Regions from separate parts of the Mus musculus genome. Here region 1 is linked to region 2. The links are chromatin contacts, called in public promoter capture Hi-C maps. All regions are on one chromosome and are shown on one strand. Each heading gives the region's core, a stretch centred on a gene start, on an enhancer-like site or on the middle of the called end of the contact. The rest is flanking DNA. Distances are from core to core; before and after follow the strand shown. Region 1 overlaps Ndufa10 (NADH:ubiquinone oxidoreductase subunit A10). Region 2 overlaps Hdac4 (histone deacetylase 4).

The links. Capture Hi-C pulls out chosen DNA fragments and counts their contacts.
Region 1: a contact with region 2 is called in a promoter capture Hi-C map of adipose tissue. The contact joins two enhancer-like sites. A contact is called at or near these places in 13 of 39 promoter capture datasets (the 3T3-L1 cell line, 3T3-L1-derived adipocytes, the C10 cell line and 8 more), 4 of 484 Hi-C or Micro-C datasets (bone marrow-derived macrophages, double positive thymocytes and olfactory sensory neurons), 4 of 115 datasets of contacts at active chromatin or transcription factors (T-cell acute lymphoblastic leukemia, double positive thymocytes, heart atrium and 1 more) and 3 of 9 other capture datasets (adipose tissue, liver and pancreatic islet).

Annotation. Positions count from the first base shown.
Region 1 is chr1:92,452,384-92,455,083 of GRCm38.p6, forward strand. All of the region lies in intron 8 of Ndufa10 (NADH:ubiquinone oxidoreductase subunit A10), which reads right to left. Among named protein-coding and RNA genes, the nearest start is that of Mir6900, 11 kb to the right of the region's middle. Within about 2 kb of position 1,383, at least 14 of the 459 cell types and tissues checked have an H3K27ac peak or open chromatin away from gene starts, as enhancers often do.
Region 2 is chr1:91,931,776-91,934,475 of GRCm38.p6, forward strand. Hdac4 (histone deacetylase 4) reads right to left here. Exons shown (of 27, transcript NM_207225.2): 26 at 1,881-2,022; 27 at 1-1,611. The coding sequence ends at 1,572. Among named protein-coding and RNA genes, the nearest start is that of Gm46242, 53 kb to the left of the region's middle. Within about 2 kb of position 1,431, at least 3 of the 459 cell types and tissues checked have an H3K27ac peak or open chromatin away from gene starts, as enhancers often do.

The DNA.
Region 1 (2,700 bases), core at 133-2,632, 520 kb after region 2:
TTAAAAAAAACCCAAAACAAACAAAAAACCCCAAAACAACAACAACACCACTACTACTAACTAAGTGCTGTTCACAAGCAGGCATGTTCAAGGCACCACTTCTCTTAAAGATCTCTGGGGTCATGTAGCCACTCTGCTAAACAGCTCCAGAACTGAGGGAGTTCTGAGAAGCCCTGATACCTTCAGATAGTGGGCTCTCGATGAAGGGTTTGGGAAATGGAAAAATGGAGCCAATGTGTACTTCACACACAATAGCAGGAGTAATCTACCAGCAGATGGTAGTCCCCACGTTATGCACACTATGCCCTCATTAGAAAGCCAAGTGACAGTACCACATGGAACTTGCTAGGTAGCACACTGGGCCATATTTATCAAGGGTAGATTCATTTCTGGTACTACTAATACCAACTGTAGGCTTCTCCCTTGCTTTACCATTTCATTCTGCTGATTCAAGAACGTTTATACAACTGTTACATCCCATTCTCTTCAAAGATGGGTTCAACATAAGCACTATGCTTGAAGAGACAAACCTTTTTTTTCCCCATTTTTTTCTTTTTTTAAAAATTAAATCTGGGCATAGTCATGCGCTAGACACCCTAGTACTTGGGAAGCTAAGGCAAAGGAACTGCCACAAGTTTGAGTCCAGCCTGGGCTACCTGGGGAGACAAATGTCTGAGGGGAAAAGGCACTAAAGCCTTTCTTAATCTTACAGGCTCAAGAAACAAAGTAATTATTTTCAACAAATTCTTAGCTATACCTAAGTTGTAAAGGCAAGAGAGGATGTTTCTTGTCTGCAATTTCCAAGTGTAGATTCTATAACTGTATCTGGTTCCTGGTGGCTAGATGGCTCACTATATAAACCCGTAGGCGACAGCCAGGTCCCCACAGAACTAGAACCTAAGAGGAATGCATGGTGCATGGGTCCGTGGGTCACGCTTGCTTCCACAAGAAATCACAGAGAAATGATGACTGTGGTAAGGCTGAACTTAGTTGGTGGCAGGAATGTCCTAGTGCAAATGCGCCACTCCCACAATGATCGAGCGATTCAAATCCCCCAAGCACAGTTGTTCGGGTAGCCCTGCCTGCCCGTCCTCCTGCGTGGTTTGCACTGGTTTAGGTGAGTGCCCATACTAGATAGACACTGTCAAAGATTAAGATTGCTTTTCTTAGCTTTCATATCCTATCCAGTTGGTTTTTTTCTGCCAAAAGAAATGAAAACATTTAAAAACAGTTCAAGCATACAAACAGTAGAGTCTGTAGAGGACACATTAGCCCTGCTCTGTAAGCTTGCTCTGATTAGCTGTTACATGAAATTCCACAGAGCCAAGGCCTGGCCTCAGCACTACTTTTGAGCACTCCCTCTCTACAGCAACAAGTTGACAACCTTCTCGTGCTCTTCATGACTTGCTAGCAGCATACACACACAGCTCTCTACTGTAACACAGGATTATTCTGTACCTGCTACTGTTAATTCTGTTGAAGTGGTAACAAAATATTTCAACTAAAAATGAAGTACACCTTAAATGTTAACAAATATCAAAGGAGGGTGTCCTGGAAGTATGTGAACTATAGAACAACAGCGCCATCTATGTATGATTTGCCAGAATTACAATTTACACATGCCCCAGAAAAAGAACAAGAAGGCTTTAAAAGTACTCTGTTGTGTACCTTACTTAAACCTGGAGAAACAACTCTTAGCAGAGCTCACAGGATGAAGAGAGACACAGCACATCTCCGGTAAATACTTGTCAGATAGGCTAGAGATAACATCCTTGATCAGAGATAATGAAGAACTAAAGGCACTGGGAAGCCTCTATGATTCAGAACACAAAGCTGATAAGGAGCTATGCTTACGCAATAAACACATTTCAACGCTACAGATGGAGAAACCCATCTGAGAACAATGTTCCTGCCACACCAGTGTCCAACTATGATGTGACGAAGTGTCACAGGCTGATTAGTGCCATGGGCAGACGGCTTTAACCAGAGGCACTGAGGCACGACAACAGAAAAGTACAGAACAGCAATTAAGGTTCTATGGCTGAATATTTCTCCCATAGGAGAGAGGCCACTTTTCTCCCACTTTCCACAGGCTGTTTTTACTTCCTCCTGAACTGTAGTTCTGCCTGAAACCCTGTGGAGAACTTGCATCCATCACCACAGTACTAGATCTCTGTCTGGAAACTTCCAGCAGCTGCAATGAGCCTCATGGGCAGTAGGTGGGGCTGGGAGGGTGGGTATGGGGGTGGGGGTGGGGGGTGCACTGAAATGTAGCTGAAATTAAACAGAAATGTTCTAAAACGATAATTTGGTCAAGTCTGGACCAAATAAGTCTAACTGGCAAGTGGCATGTTTACAGCAATTGTCTCAGAAACAGATCATAATTTTCACTCAAGAAATTAAGATCAGCACAATTACCATTGAAAACTTATGAAACTGAGGAGAGGGCACAACACAGGGAAAGGACAAAGCCACAGTAAATGAAATACAAGCAATTAATTGGATGTTGTAACTCACAAACTCTGGGAAAATTACAGGTCACAGCTCTATACCCTGATAACCATATAACTAAGTAATACCAAAATTATGAATTTTAAGCACGGGTCAGATCAACATGTGTTTCAGATCAAATTTAGAAAATGATATGGTATTATCTGTGGGAGGTCAAAAGCCAGAAATACTCCCTAGTCGCAGTGAGTC
Region 2 (2,700 bases), core at 181-2,680:
TACACAAAATAATGTTTTCTTCAGGATCTTTTTTGTGAAAAATTCATACAAAAATCAACAGCAAGTTTATATCTTTTGCTATAAAAACTCATCAGGTACATATGTGCATGGAGTCTTGGCGAGGGCAGAGGTTCTGTTAGAAAATAATTAAAATTAAAGTACAAACTGGTAGGGAAGTTGCCCAGGGGTGAACATGCTGGCAATCTGGAAGCTGGCCAATCTGGAGCTCAAAAACCCTTGGGCTTCAATCCAGACCCCAGCCCTCAGCACCTCAGAGCTAACACACGTCTTTCACCTGCCAGGACCTCTGCGGTCTGGATTTATTATATATATTTATATATACTTTGTCTATAAATGCATTATAAATATTTTATCAAGATCTCATAAGAATCAAGTTTCTTAGCTTGGAATACAGTGGAATATATATTATACATATATATATTTATTTATACCTAAAATTTAAGCAATACTTCATGCTACCTGCTTTTAATGAAAAGCATTCCGATCGTAACACTGCAGTGTGCCTACGACATGCTTCACAACCGAATGGAGATGCTCAACTGCTAAGTGACGGATGAGGAAAGAAGACTTTGGATCCGTTTAAAATGTGTTAGACTTTAAAACTGCTGGCGGCGTTCGCTGCTTTTTGGAACTACCTCATCTTCCTTAAATGGCGATCAAACCAAGCAAGGCTGGCTGTACTTCGGCCCTCGGGGACAGTGGCTGGTGCCCACTCTTGTAATGCCAGGCTCAGCCAGCCACAGGACACTGTCACACCAATTCTCAGTGGTGTTTTGTTTTTGTTTGTTTTTTTCTTAAGGCATTGTTCCTCAGACTTCAGAAAACCCAGCCACAAAAACTTCCATCAGAGCAATAAAAAAGGCACAAACTCGCATCTTCCGGTGGCGTCGAGAAGCTCCAGCTGATTCCCAGGCTCACATTTCTGTTCTGTCCAGTTTTTTTTTTTTTTTTTTTTTTTTTCGTTTAAACTTTCTTCCAACTCTGTCCCTCACTAAGCTGTGAACCCCCACAGCACCCCACTAAGGTTCACAAGGCAGGCCAGAGCCATAGAAAATGGTTTTGTTTTCGTTTAAAAAAAAAAAAAAGCTACAAGATGAGTTGAGTGGTTTACACGGAGACTGTGGGATTGTGGGTAAGAATCAAATGTTAAGCACCAGTTTTAATCAAGTTTGTTCTGTATTATTAGATCTTTGATTTTCATTTTCCTCATGTCAACTTGATTCAGCAACTCTGCCCAAGTTGCCACAAGCTTCTTCCTTCGAGGCTTCCCAGGGGGAGGGGGAGCCACCAGCGTGTGCTTGGCTTCCACATGTCTGTGTGCCCGTGTGTTGCGCGCTGTCCTGTGTTCCATGTGATCTGCCACACCCGGTGTTCCGTGTGCGTCTCCAGACCTGTGGTCCAGGGCGGCAGAAAGGCTTCCCGTTGCTGCTGCACGCCTGCTGTCCCTTTGTACTCAAGAGAGCACCAAGGCAGGACGCAGGAGTGATACGGGTAAGTTTCTTGGCTGAGCTTCAAGACAGACAAACAAAGGAGAGAACAGCAGCTTCGGGCTACAGTGGTGGTTCCTCCTCCATGGGCTCCTCCTCAGATCTGTAGAGGAGAAAGGGGGTCGGGCAGGGTGCACAGTGGGTGAGGGAGGCCCTGTGCAATCAGGTTCCCTTTCTCACAGAGTTGTCAAAATCCCTGCTCCACCAAAGTGCAAGCTCTTTCCTGATAGACAGGATTGGTTTGTCGAGTCAGTGGGCATGCCACCATCTACCCTGTCCCTAAAGGGCAAGCCTGACACAAAGAAGACTCTGTCAGGTCCTCATGCACAGGTGTACTCAGCAGGCCTTTGGGACGGAATGGACAGGACTCACCTCTTCTCAGCAGGTTTGACGCCTACAGACAGCGAGGCCATGGCGGTGACTGTCTCAGCTTCTTCCTTCTCACACTTTTGCGCCTCAATCAGAGAGTGCCCCACCGTGGAGGACAGACGCTGCAGGCAGCGCCAGTACTTGCCTGGGGGAGAGGGAAACACTCAGTGACTCCCCACTTCTGCAGGTTAATGGGAGACTCACTTGTGTCTGAAAAGCGCCTTTCTGAAGAGTGCTGGCTGGCACTGCCCTCACAGGCCCTTGTGGTGTAATTTCTGCATTACAGGTCACCTGAACACAGGGCTGTGAACTGTTGTGGAACCTGGCTCTCCACGTCTGTGGGATTCTGCCTTGCTGTGGGTGACCAGAAATTCTGGGAGCAGACACATGGAGACTTGCTGGCATCCAGACTTAGGGAGTTTCCTACCTGGAGCCTTATAGGTGCTGTGGATAGATCACATCCAGGTTCAGCACTTGGAGCCCCGCTGAAGCAGCTTTCTAGAGTTAGGGGCATTAGGTGAAACAGTTTTGAAGGCAGAACTAAATGGTCAGTAGGTACCTGGGTGAAGCCTTCAGGTGTGCATCATCTTTGTGAGCTTATGTGCCAGGATAGCATATCAGAGAGCCAGGCAAGGAGTAGCAGGTTTTACCTGAGGCAGGGCCATGTGTGGGTATCTGGCTGTGTACCTGTTGCCTGGGATTTGTTGACTGAATGGGGGATGAGTTCTACCCTGTGCTAGGTACCTCTAGCATGACATAGATTTTTCAGTCCAAGTAAGTTCTATGCAACTGAACCAAGTAGTTTGAGACTATTGGTGCCCAG